3 separate regions of the Sus scrofa genome follow, and all the other regions are linked to region 1. The links are chromatin contacts, called in public HiChIP or PLAC-seq maps. All regions are on one chromosome and are shown on one strand. The core of a region is the stretch at or near the end of the contact, and the rest is flanking DNA. Distances in the headings are between cores, read along the strand shown. Region 1 overlaps C1H9orf135. Region 2 has its middle 27 kb from the start of MAMDC2. Region 3 has its middle 94 kb from the start of MAMDC2.

Region 1 (4,111 bases), core at 815-3,314:
TATGCATAATTAGGAATTGGGTTGAAACAAGGATAAATTTTAGTACAAAAGATATATCTTTTGCAAAGTTTGTTTTGGTGGGAAAAGCAGGCTGAGGAGAGACCTTTATTACATAGAGAAACAAACTAGGCCAGGGCTCAGGGCACTGCGTTGCTAATGCAAATGCCAGCTTGGCCCCTGATGGTATGAGTATTTTTCTGGGCCTCAATTTACCAGATTGCAAAAAAGAGGGAGGTGGATTAGATAATCTCTCTAGCTGTTTAGGGTTTTTACAAGTTGCTTTCCCTGTTATAGGGGAAAATGGAAATGGTTTAATAAAGGAGGAAAGTCTTGGGAAGAGAACTCTAAAGTTTGTTAGCAAAAGTATTACTTCTGATAAGGGGCCACTGTTGGCATCCAAAAAAGGGATATTTTACATGTTTATTCTTGTGGATGTTTGTAGGATTTTCAGGGATGTTTGTGTGTATAACGGGGAGGGAGGGGAGGAATGGAAATCTTATACATCACTGATATTTGACTTAAGTGGTTTAGTTGCTTCTTACTGCCCAGATATGACATATTTTTGCCTGAGATTGAAACTGAAGCAAAGATCCAGGGGAAATACAGCATTTTGAAAGAGTAACTCCTCATCCTTCCTGTAGCGTGCATAGAGGCATGACAGAGAGTTGATTAAGATGCCTTTCTGTGGCAGAACTCAGGACTGACTCATTGCCCACACTCTCCTTTCCAACCCTCTGCTCCTTCCTTCCTGCCAGACTCACCTTCTCTAATCACCTCTCATCCTTCTGTCATTCTGGATTCTTTTAAGTCTGCCTTCCTCTTTTGACTCTGCTTGACTGTATAAACTCTGAACTCCAAATCAGTTGTTGCCTCACCCTTAACAATCCACAGATCAGTGGCCTCTCAGACACCTTCCGCTCTGTCTTCCACATCAGTGAGAGCTCCCTCAATGCCTCTCATCCCTGACAAGTTTCACCCATGCTTTATCTTGGGACTTGTGCCCTGGGAATTTCTCTTTATCTTCTCAACTCAAAGTCTACCATGCTCCTATCAAGACTAGTTTCTGACACCTGTCTCTTTAATAATCCTGTCTATCTATACATTTGGTCTCTTTCACTGGCATTTTCCAACTCACAAAAACAAACCACTTCTTTTTGCCCAGGTTTAATACTAAGAAATATTAATAACAAGCAAAAATAAACAAAATAAACTTAATATTTTAACCCAGTCTCCTAGCTTTTGTTGAAATTTGGTGGAATAGAACTTCAGATAAGGTTAGGAGCTAGAAGGACACATTTCGTCTTTTTTTTTTTTTTGCCATTTCTTGGGTTGCTCCCACGGCATATGGAGGTTCCCAGGCTAGGGGTTGAGTCAGATCTGTAGCACCAGCCTACGCCAGAGCCACAGCAACGCAGGATCCGAGCCGCATCTGCGACCTACACCACAGCTCACGGCAACGCCAGATCCTCAACCCACTGAGCAAGGCCAGGGATCGAACCCGCAACCTCATGGTTCCTAGTCGGATTCGTTAACCACTGAGCCATGACGGGAACTCCTAGAAGGACACATTTCGAATAGAAACTCCAACTCATCAGGGCAGCAACATTAAAGTGAACTAAAAATCCTAAGGAGGGGCTGGCTACAGGGAAGGTTTGGTTTTGTGACTCAGTGATGTCACCGTCAAAAGCCTAATTTCTTTCCATTTTTGTCTGTTTCCCCTTCTATGGTGTCAACTTCATTTAAAAAGAGCTCTTCTTCTTCTTTGCTGTGGTTGTGGCACAGGCCAGCAGCTCTAGCTCTGATTTGACTCCTAGCCTGAGAACTTCCATGGGCCGTGAGTGTGAACCTAAAAAGCAAAAAAAAAAAAAAAAAGAGCTCTTCTCGTGGTCCTCAGATGCCTGTAAGCACTCCCTGAACCATGGGCTTTCTATACCGGCAAGGAAGGGAAAGTTGAGTCTACCTCCCCAGTCAAAGTCCTGATGTTTACTGATGTTGAGCTGTGTGCTCAACTCTAATTGCTGTGGTCACAGAGGGAAATGTAGTGACTGTCATAGCCTCAGTCACATGCTCTACTCTGATAGCTGGCATGGAGTTTTCTTTCCTGAAACCATGACTCCCTTAAACTGAATCAGAGTGCTTGCCCTTTGCTCATTTACCTTTAGGACATGCGAATGGGTTTGGACCACTCACTACTCCTCCCTGAACTTATGTCTGGTTGGTGCTCTAACTTTTCTCAGCTCCAGCCATCCCGCTCAAGTCAGAGGACTAGACGTTAACCAAGTACTGTGTGGAAAACACCCGGACTGTGTGTGGAAGCCTGTGGGCAGAGATGAAAGGACACAGAGAAGTGGTGAGGGGTGGGGTAAGGACCGCTGGGCCCATAATAGTCATGTGGTGATGTCATGACTTTAACTCCCCAGACATCTGCTGGGAGGCTCCTATTGCTAAAAGTGGAACAGCTGATTAGAGGACAAAAATGAATTCTGACCAGAAAGGAAAAGCCAGTTGGTGAAGCAGAAGGTATAGGAAACAGGGGAGGAAGTGACTGAGTCACCTTGGAATTCATAATGGTAGAGAAAGGGAACAAATGGGCATGTTCAGACACATCCACTGGATTTTTCTTTTTAATCGGAGAAAAGTAAAATGAGTCCATGGTCAGTTTCTAAAAGTGGCTATCACTTAAGAAGAATAAGTAGCTTTAAAAAAAGGAATGCTTACTCTGTAATCTTGGGTTATCCTAATGAGAAGGACACTGAAAAGACATTAAAGAAATAGAAAATGTTTGAGAAACAACCCATGTTTAGATTTAGAAAGAACAAAAACAGAATCTCAGGGGCAAGGCCCATAGTCAAGGATGCATATAAGACCATGGACATGGCACAAACCTGTACAGGTGAAACATCCTGAAGGCTAACTGTAAGTTGAGACCTGAGAAAATGTTAAAACCAAATACTGTAGGGTATATAGAAGTAGAAATACAACGTTGTACACATGAAACTTAAACAATCCAATATGACATCATAAAAATAAAACTCTTTTCAAAAAGTTTTAACTTTTTTTTTAAGCAAAAAAAAAAAAAAGAGGAAGAGATCATTGTTTGGGCAAGATGGTATCAAATTAGATGACAGAAAAAGCAGAACCCCTCAGCTGCCTTTTTTTTGCCTGCCTGTCCCCCTCTTAAGGAAAAGGTTTTCTTTTCTTTCTTTAACATAGAAAGGCTAGTACTTCTAAGAGAACTGTGCTCCAAGAGCATAAAGATGATAGTAAGAGTATTGGCCCATTAAAATGCATTTCAGTACTTAAGCCAAGTGAATTATATCTAGATATTGAAGCAACTTGCTTATGTGCTGATCTTGGGCTCTGTGATAGGCAGAATGGTAGTCTCCCCCAAAGATGTCCTCATCCTAACCCCTGAAACCTGTGACTTCACTACCTGACATGGCAAAAGGGACTTTGCTGCTGTGAGAAAATTAAAGATCTTGAGACGGAAAGATTACCTGGTTATCTGGGTGGGCAAAATATAATCACAAGGATCCTTATCAGAAGGTGGCAGGAAAACCAGAGGGAACAGATGATGTGATTATAGAAACAAAGATAAGAGTGATGTGATTGCTGACTCCTTGCCCTGAGCCAGGGAATGCCGGTGGTCTTTAGAAGCTGGTTGGGTTCAGCCTTCCAAGCCTGCAGAAGGAATTCAGCCCTGATACCTCAGTTTTAGCCCAGTGATATTGAGTTCAGACTTCTGAACTCCAGAACTGTAACACAACAAATCTGTACTCTTTTAAGCCAATAAACGTATGGTAATTTGTTATAGCAGCAATGGAAAACTAATCCAGGATCATTACTTCAGACTTGGAAAACCATTGCAAAAAGAACAGGTACAAAAGGATGGCAGTGGGCATGTTCCAATTTTATAAGGAGAATGTACGAACTTGATATTAATTTTGGTGAAATTTTGAATTATGTTACTAAAATAAGTAGTTTGCAAGTACTTGGAAAGGTAGAAAAATCATCAGGAATAAGTGTAAATAAACTAAGACTCAATTATCTCCAAATAAGGTGACTGAGGTTTTAAAGTTATTAGGGTAATTGTCAGGGATATGTCTGTATA
Region 2 (4,111 bases), core at 1,198-3,697, 210 kb after region 1:
CATATCCAAATTTATTTGTGCAAAATGACTTTAAAAGATTTTTAAACCTCATCAGAAGAGAAGTTAAATCTAACGCAGAACCAAATCCTCTGGTAAATTGTTGAGGTCTGCCACTGTAACAAGAATCTAACTAGGTTTGTTTTGTGAACATGAGTAATTGATGGTACTGTTGGCATAGGATTGAAATGTTTCTGTCTGAAGAGAGAAGGCCATTTCTGGAAACTATCATTCACATCCTAATTATAGGCCCAACTGGTACTCTTCAATTGGTAAAGTAGGTGGTAGATTAACCCAGCAACCTGGCCAGCTATGTCTCTCGAGCAGGCCATAGAAACTACTTTAAAAGACAGTGAAAAGAAACCAGTCACTTCAGCCAGTGTTGAGCTCTTTAACAATCTTTTTAAACTACACGCACGACCAGGGTCTGTGGTTGTGTATTCCAGAGCTCCCTGCAAAGCTTCACTTCTTCCCTCCCTTAGCAAAATCATATTGACTGTGTTGGGTGACACTTAAACTATGACACTTCCTGCAGTTAAAATCAGTCACCCAGATTCTTTTAAAACTCCGTCCTGATTTGGTTTGGGAAAGTAAGTTCCTGACATATCTGTTTCTCTACTTTTTCTTCCACTTTTAACAGGTTAAGAGGCAGTCTAGTCCCTCTGACTATCACAGCTTTGTGGCTGGGTTTCTGTACAGACTCTCTCTCCATCCCACTGCCTCTCCCTGAAAAAAAAAAAAAAGCTTTAGGAGAGGCTTGAAATTATATACTATGAGGAAAGTTTTCTCCATTACTCTTTTGGATCTGCTGCCTGTCATTATGTTATTTTGAGGGAGAAGATCATTGTTTTTTGAAAGGGAGACAAGCTTGGGTTGGGGGGTGGGGGAGACACACTGTTGCCCTTTGACAATTTGCAGATTTCTGAAGCAGGAAATTGGAACAGTAAAGCCCTGATCATCTTGGGGATGATTATTCAGCTGGAGTCTTAGTCCATCTCCCTTGCCTTTCTGCTCTTTTGCCTTTTCTTTCCAGGATCTAAGGATATTTCATTCCTCGTTAAAACCACCACCTGGTGATGTGCAGAGGAAGAGAAAACTAATTCCATCCAGTCCCTTTTTATAATGTAAACAACTGTCCTGCTTTGACTGAAGAGAATGAATAGTTTGAAATTGACAGTGAATCCAAAAAGGAGGTCCAGATCTTGAAAGCGACTCACATAGGGACTACATGTAATAGGAGCTGAGCAAGTGGGATTTGAAAGTACAGCAGTTTTCTACCCCCTCGATCACTGGTTCTCTCAAAATCTCAGAGATTTTGCCCCTGCCTGCCCCTGCCTGCCCCACCCCCTCCACATCCTCAAAGGGACCTTTGGCAATGTTTGGAGACATGTTTTCTCCAACATGTTATGACTTGTGAATGATATTGGTATCTAGTGGGTAGGAACCAGGAATGCTTAAAATCCTGCAGTGCACAGGGCAGTGACCCACAGCAAAGAACTATCTAGCCCCAAATATCAATAGTAAATAAATGATCACGTGCAATTCTGTTTTAAGTATGATAAAAAGTAAGTTAAATCATATTTTGATCCTTCCTTGACTATATTTACAATTGTTTGCAATTTTTTTTTATTTTCAATTAATTTATTTATGTATTTATTTAGCGCTGCACCCACGGCATGTGGAGGTTCCCAGGCCAGGGGTCCAGTCAAAGCTACAGCTGCCAGCCTACACCACAGCTGTAGCAACATCAGATCTGAGCCACATCTGTGACCTATGCCACAACTCACTTAATCACCAGATCCTTAACCCACTGAGTGAGGTCAGGGAGCAAACCCGCAACCTCACCATTCCTAGTCAGATTCCTTTCCTCCTACGCCATGATGGGAACTCCACAAATGTGTTTTTAATTGCTCTCCATTCAGTGCCTATTTTTATTTCCAAAATTAGGTAAATTTGAAATCAGTTTTTACTTAATATTCTCAATCAAAACAAAAATTTTTAAATATCACCAATCCCTAAGGACTGGAATCTGTATTAAACTGAAACAAATTGATTTACACAAAGCTAACTTAACCCTAACTCTTAAGAGGTCTGCAAAGTATCAGGAACACCTGTCTAAGGGATAGCATTTTACTTTGTCCCTCTTCTTTTCCCCTCTCACATAGGCAATAGTATATATTCAAAGTGCGTAAGATTTTTTTCCCAGTCTCTAGAGATATTCTCTGTGTCTTGAAATACTGACTAAAATGAAATAAGCACTGTTTTTGAAAAAGAGCTATAAAGAAAGGAGAGGTTAAGGAAATGGGCAATTTCCTTTTTGTCACATTCGTAACAGGACCCAGGGACAGATTTCTTAAGAACAGACCAAAATGTTTGGCTTTCTCTTTGCCTGTGTCAGCCAGGCCTAGTCATCAGCTTACCTAATCACCAACTGCCCTAAAATAACCTCTGCACCTCAAGCAGCCTCAAAATGTAAGAAGGCAGCACAAGAATAGGAGCTGACATTATGAGCATTATTAATAGCAGGTGGAAATCCAATGTGTTAGACTGAAATTAATCTGGTCCTGTTTCTTTTGTGTGTTGGAATGCAGATAGACAACTGCAAACTGATCTGAGGTTTGAGCCCACAGTTTGAATCTAGTACATAGCTGGCTGAATTTGCAGATCTTTTATCAGACAGGACAACATGTGGCCTGGCCAGTATTGTAAGTGTAGAAAATCTTCTAAGATAGGAATAACCTAGTGACTTACCGTGGTCCAGAACATCTTCAGCATTTCGTTTAACCCTCTGTGGCAGTTTACACATTTGTTTGGCATGTCCAAAAGGAGCCAGGAAGCTCTACCCCGTGGAACTTTCTGCAATGAGGAAGTTTGCATAACTGCCGTGTCCAACTCACTTGACCACTAGCTATTTGTGGTTACTGAGCACTTGAAATGTGGTTAGTGCACCTAAGGGAAATGAACTTTTAATTCTATTTAATTTTATTTTATATAACCACATGTGCTCATGACTACTGTAGTAAATAATGCCAATCTGAAAAACAGTAACTCATTATTCCACATCTTAATTATAGATAACTTGAATCTTCTTTTTTCTCAATTATAAATATAACAAAATTAAAGAATGGTTAGAAAATAAAAGGAAATTCTGTTCAATACCCATAATTTTATGATCCTTCACAGAATTGTTAGGCATTCGGTAATGTTAAAGATTTTATCCAATGTATTTTTAGATGAATTAGATATAATTTGTCTTATTTTGTTGTATTTTATCTGTTAAAACCTTCTTTTTTCATTTTAATTATGAGTGGAATATATATTTCTGCTACTAAATAATATTCATAAGCTATCAGAGTGAATGATTGCCTTTCTTAGATTGAAGCATCGTAGTTTATTTATTTCCCCTATTTTTGAAATCTTAGGTTATTTCATTTGTTTGCTTGCTCGCTTGGTCTTATGGTCATTATGAAATAATGCTGTAGTCAACATGTGAAAGCAGATTAACATTTCTTCTCTTTAGGACATGTTTACATGCCAATTGTTTGAGTCTAATATACGTTAACAGTTTATACAGTGAATCATTTCACTGCCACAGATTCATTTTGAAAAAGTACTTTATCACTATTTTTGTCAAAAATAGACTTTAAAGCCACAAAAGGAAAAGAAAGCCAAGACTTTTCTCTCTGTACCACAATTAATTCAGTAATTTATAAGACAGATTATTATTCCCTCCTGTATAACACGAAGAATTGCTGATAAAATATAACTGCACTCAGGGCTGATAGCATAAACCGCTTTGCAAGTGGGGAATAAGTTCACACGCATAAATCCTACAAATAAAATCCTCCTTTGGAGATCCATAGAGATAAGAAAACTAATGGAAGTTATACAAAAAACCCAGAACACCCCCTTTTATTTTGTTCATTGTAAGTATATGTACTTACGTATTATTACATCTTCAAACTATCCTTTTTATAATTTAAAGTAATATAAATACATAAAAAGTTTAAATAAGTAAACTTTCACACATCTTACAATTAGTAGTTATTCTGAAGATACTGGCTTACAACCTTTTATATTTTGCATAGTGGTAAACTGCATGTGATTTTAAAAT
Region 3 (4,111 bases), core at 952-3,451, 140 kb after region 1:
TGGAGATAGCCTCCTGATGTTTGTTTTACTTTTGCCAGGCTTAATGCTCTGTAATCTTTTAAGGCTATGTTTGCGGTGTTATCTAGGATATCAGAATAATTTCCCCGTTGTCAGGGGAAACCAAAGAGGCATTGGAGACATCTAGGCAATGCTGACCTCATCACTTCCTGATGTATCGCTGATCCCTGCACTTTGGAACTCCTTGAAATTTAAAGCCGATAAAACTATAGTTCTCTTTAAAATGTCACACACTGAAATATTTTCTGAATTCTTCTCACATGCTCTGCATTCCAGAAGGGCAAAGAATTGTGCATTTTAACAATCTTTTATGTATCTTGACATAATGAGAATTTGTGTTTCAGAAAGTATTAACAGTGGGAGCATATGTGAAAATATTAAGTTGCCAGTGAGGTTATGGCTCTCATTAAATACCGCATTTTCTAGCATAATAGTAAATTACGTTATTGTTATGAATTTCAAACTTAATGAGAAATCTCCATAATAATAGGAGTTTTAATGAGTCTTTTATGTGTAAACATAACTAAATCTATCATTAGGAAAGCATTTATTCATTTATTTTAAAATATAGAATGCAAACTAAGAGGCAGGTGAGTGTGGTATATGCCATTATATGCATAAAGCCTAGTGAGGAATACAGATAAGTAATCAGAAAATTAAGAATTAAAGTTATAATACTGAGATTAAAAGAGTCTTAGAAGAAACACTTAAGCAGATTTGGAAGGTGGATATTAGCAAAGGCTGCTGAAAAAGACAATATTTAAACAGGACTACCATTTATAGTTGTCTGGGTTGTGCATTGCACAACTGTACTTATTGGCCCTGTTAAGCTAAGACCTTAATGAAGTATAGTTGTAGGAAAGGAGGCTGGAGGTAGTAGAGTGGACCATACAAAGGAAGGCAAATGAATGGGCATCCCAGATAAAGGAGAGAGCTTATGAGAAGTCCTGGAATCAAGAGTGTATGGTTTCTTAGCTCAGAAGACTTAAAAGAAATTCTCTGGCTGCTAAGTAGACTGGAAAGAGTGTAGTGGTTAAACACAAGGGCCAGAAAACCTGAGCCTTATATGTCAAGGACAGTGGGGAACCCCTTAAGTATTTTAGGCCAGAAAGTACTATGATTAGTTTGACACAAGAGCAGTAACACTCTCGATACACTGTGGAGGTCAGATTAGAGTAGGGCAAGACTGAAGCAGGAGGACTTATTGGGAGTCTCTTGCAATAATCTAGACAAAAGATGGAGTTCTAAACTGGAGCAATGGAGGGAACTGGCTTTGAGAGAAATTTAGAAAATTAAGTCATCAAGATTGATAGGCTTTTGAAGAAGGAAGGATACAGAGGAATCAAAGAAAATGCAAAAACTTCTTGATCAGTCATTGGATAATCATGGCTCCATTCACTCAGATTTGGAATGCAGAGGAAGAGCAGGATTTTGAGGAAAATGAAGAACTTTTGTCTGTGGCACATCCAAACAGAGATGCCCAGTAGGAAGTTGTATGTATGGGTCTGGAAATTAGTGATCCAGCTGGTGATGTGGACTTGAGAATCACCAGCATAAAAATGACACTGGAAGACACAGGTGTGGTGAATCAGGTAGTTTGGAAGCCTATAGCAGAAAAAAACTAAGTAACAGTGGTTCAAACTGGGATTTGTTTTTCTTAATGAACAGCTCAGAGGTAGGAAGACCAGACTGGTTAGACAACTCCACAATATAAGTAGGAATCCAGCTCCTTCTGAATTTTTCCCCTGCCCACAGCAATGGCTTCCATCCTCAGGGTCCCTTGCTAGGGTGACCAACTGTGTTGCTTTGCCTAGGACTGAAGGGGTTCCTGGGACATGAGACTTTCCATTTTAAAACCAAGAAAGTCCCAGGCGAACTGGGGTGAGTTGGTCTGCACTTCCTTGTTTTGCAGTGGCCACTGAAATTCCAGCCCACTGTATCCACACCTCGGGCAGGAAGAAGGAAGGGAGGACCAAAGAGCCGTACCAGCTGACTGAGGTCCTCTATAAGGAGCTTTCTCAGAAAGCCCATCCAACAACTCTCTCCTACATCTCCACCTAGAACTTAGTCACTGGCTGCCTCTATGGGCAGAGCTGGTTTGGCAACAGCAGTGTCGTGGCTGATATACTAGCAGCCCCCATCAAATTAGGGTTTTTCATAGAGGAAGCAGGAGAGAATGGCTACCAGCTGGGCAATGAGTCATTCCCGCTACAGTGAGGAAGAGTCATCACAGTAGAGAAACCAGAGCCAGAGCCAGATCCAAGGAAGTACAAATGCTGAAGAGACAAAGGCAGAAAATCCCACAGAGAAGACCCAGAAGTTAAGGTAGGAGCAAAACTGCTCCAGGGTATCAAGGAATTCAGAGGGAGAAAGCCTTTTAAGACCAAGAAGGGGTCAGAGAGACTAATGCTGCTGCCCCCATGTGATTTTAGCAAGCAGTGCCACCTTGAAGGTGAAAGTGCCAGAAGCTTCTTGTGGAAATTCCCCTCACTCTCCAGATGTGGGAGAAGTTGCTGAGTGAATCAAAGGAAGAAGTTGGCTCCTCTGTGCCCCTGGCCTTCTCCCAGGATCAGCGCAGGCAATGCTATTGGATGGTGATGTTTTATTTATTTTTTATTTTTATTTTTTGTCTTTTTAGGGCTTCACCCATGGCACATGGAGGTTTCCAGGCTAGGAGTCAAATTGGAGCTGTAGCTGCTGGCCTTCACCACAGCCACAGCAAAGCCAGATCCAAGCTGCGTCTGTGACCTACACCACAGCTCATGGCAAAGCCTGATCCTTCACCCACTGAGCGAGACCAGGGATGGAACCTGCGTCCGTCCTCATGGATGCTAGTCAGATTCATTTCCCCTGAGCCATGATGGGAATTCTGTGATGCTGTATTCAGTGCACCTGCACTGGGCCTCACAGTTTCCTTCCATTTTAATCCTCAGCAGCATCAGAGAAGAAGCCTTCTCTGGCACTGTTGTACCTCAAGGTCCCTTCCAGTCCCACCTGTTAAGTTTCTACAGAAGTTCTGCCATCAAAAGCACCTCTCTGGCTCCATCAGTGAGAGCAGCAGGCTTTTGTTTAGAAATGAATATTGAGAAAACAGAAAAGGAAAAGAGTTCCATATCAAGGAAAAGAGTTTGCCCTGCCCCAGCCCTGTGTGCTCAGATGGCACTGAAGCCCGTATGTGGCCATTGTATGCTACTCTTGAAATGCAGCCTTTCCTTTTCTCTTAAGCAGAGTGGTATTTGAAAGTTCCCCAGCATGAGGGCCTCTTTGCTGCACTAGAGAAGGTTTCCTTCTGGGAGGGATTTCTTACCCCCTTGGGACCAAAATAGAACTGCAAATGCTATTCACTTCTCAATTATAGATCATTCTATCCAGTGTATTTCAGAGGCGGGTCCTTTGTACTTTAAAGTTGCCATACAAATCAACACCTTCGGTATATTAATTTCTGGGAGGATTTAGATTTAAGCTCATACCTCTTAAATCTCATTTATCTGCTTATCCAGAGATGCTAACCAAAAGCCAGGGGGTTCGTGCAATTTTACTGAATGGAAATGAGAAATTTCTTGAAACTGTGTCATTATTAAGGACCTCATGTGGCAAAAAAAGAGAGAAAAAAGCCATTCCCATCAAAAACCTTCACTGAAAACAGATGTGCCTTGAAAAACTCTTTAGAGAGATCCTTTCTAACATAGCAGGGCAATTGGGGGCCTTGCAAACTTTGTTTTATGTTGGACAGTACAGCACACCCTGTTGTCTGGTACCTCAAGGTCCAAATCCATCGCAGAAAGGGATTACCCATGAGAAGCATGCACAGTGCTTTCTGCTATGTGCAAGTTAGTAAATACTTATTAAGATGCTGGGTTGAAATTCTGGGCTGTGCCTTGTACTTACAGGTCTTGATCTGTCAGTGTTGCCCTCATTCTAAGTTGCTCAAAAACCCTTCCTTCCCATGTTTCCCCACTCCCTACTTGCCAGTACTATTTACAGGGGATATTGGCTAGGGCCACTGAGCTCAAGACTCTGGGGTCTCTCTATCCACTGTCACTAACCAAAGTGCAGCTGCAAAAATGTCTTCTGTAGGCATTGATTCTAACCA

What was found. HiChIP or PLAC-seq counts read pairs in DNA pulled down with a chosen protein or histone mark.
Region 2: a contact with region 1 is called in an H3K27ac HiChIP or PLAC-seq map of alveolar macrophages. The contact joins two enhancer-like sites. A contact is called at or near these places in 1 of 47 Hi-C or Micro-C datasets (embryonic fibroblasts) and 1 of 2 datasets of contacts at active chromatin or transcription factors (alveolar macrophages).
Region 3: an H3K27ac HiChIP or PLAC-seq map of alveolar macrophages shows a contact between it and region 1. The contact joins two enhancer-like sites. A contact is called at or near these places in 3 of 47 Hi-C or Micro-C datasets (embryonic fibroblasts and mesenchymal stem cells) and 1 of 2 datasets of contacts at active chromatin or transcription factors (alveolar macrophages).

What each region holds. Positions count from the first base shown.
Region 1 is chr1:223,306,412-223,310,522 of Sscrofa11.1, forward strand. The region is part of intron 5 of C1H9orf135; the gene reads left to right. Among named protein-coding and RNA genes, the nearest start is that of C1H9orf135, 150 kb to the left of the region's middle. Within about 2 kb of position 2,065, at least 9 of the 83 cell types and tissues checked have an H3K27ac peak or open chromatin away from gene starts, as enhancers often do. A contact at or near this core is called in alveolar macrophages and embryonic fibroblasts, where this site is marked.
Region 2 is chr1:223,512,079-223,516,189 of Sscrofa11.1, forward strand. No RefSeq gene overlaps it. Among named protein-coding and RNA genes, the nearest start is that of MAMDC2, 27 kb to the right of the region's middle. Within about 2 kb of position 2,448, at least 10 of the 83 cell types and tissues checked have an H3K27ac peak or open chromatin away from gene starts, as enhancers often do. A contact at or near this core is called in alveolar macrophages, where this site is marked.
Region 3 is chr1:223,445,525-223,449,635 of Sscrofa11.1, forward strand. No RefSeq gene overlaps it. Among named protein-coding and RNA genes, the nearest start is that of MAMDC2, 94 kb to the right of the region's middle. Within about 2 kb of position 2,202, at least 6 of the 83 cell types and tissues checked have an H3K27ac peak or open chromatin away from gene starts, as enhancers often do. A contact at or near this core is called in alveolar macrophages and embryonic fibroblasts, where this site is marked.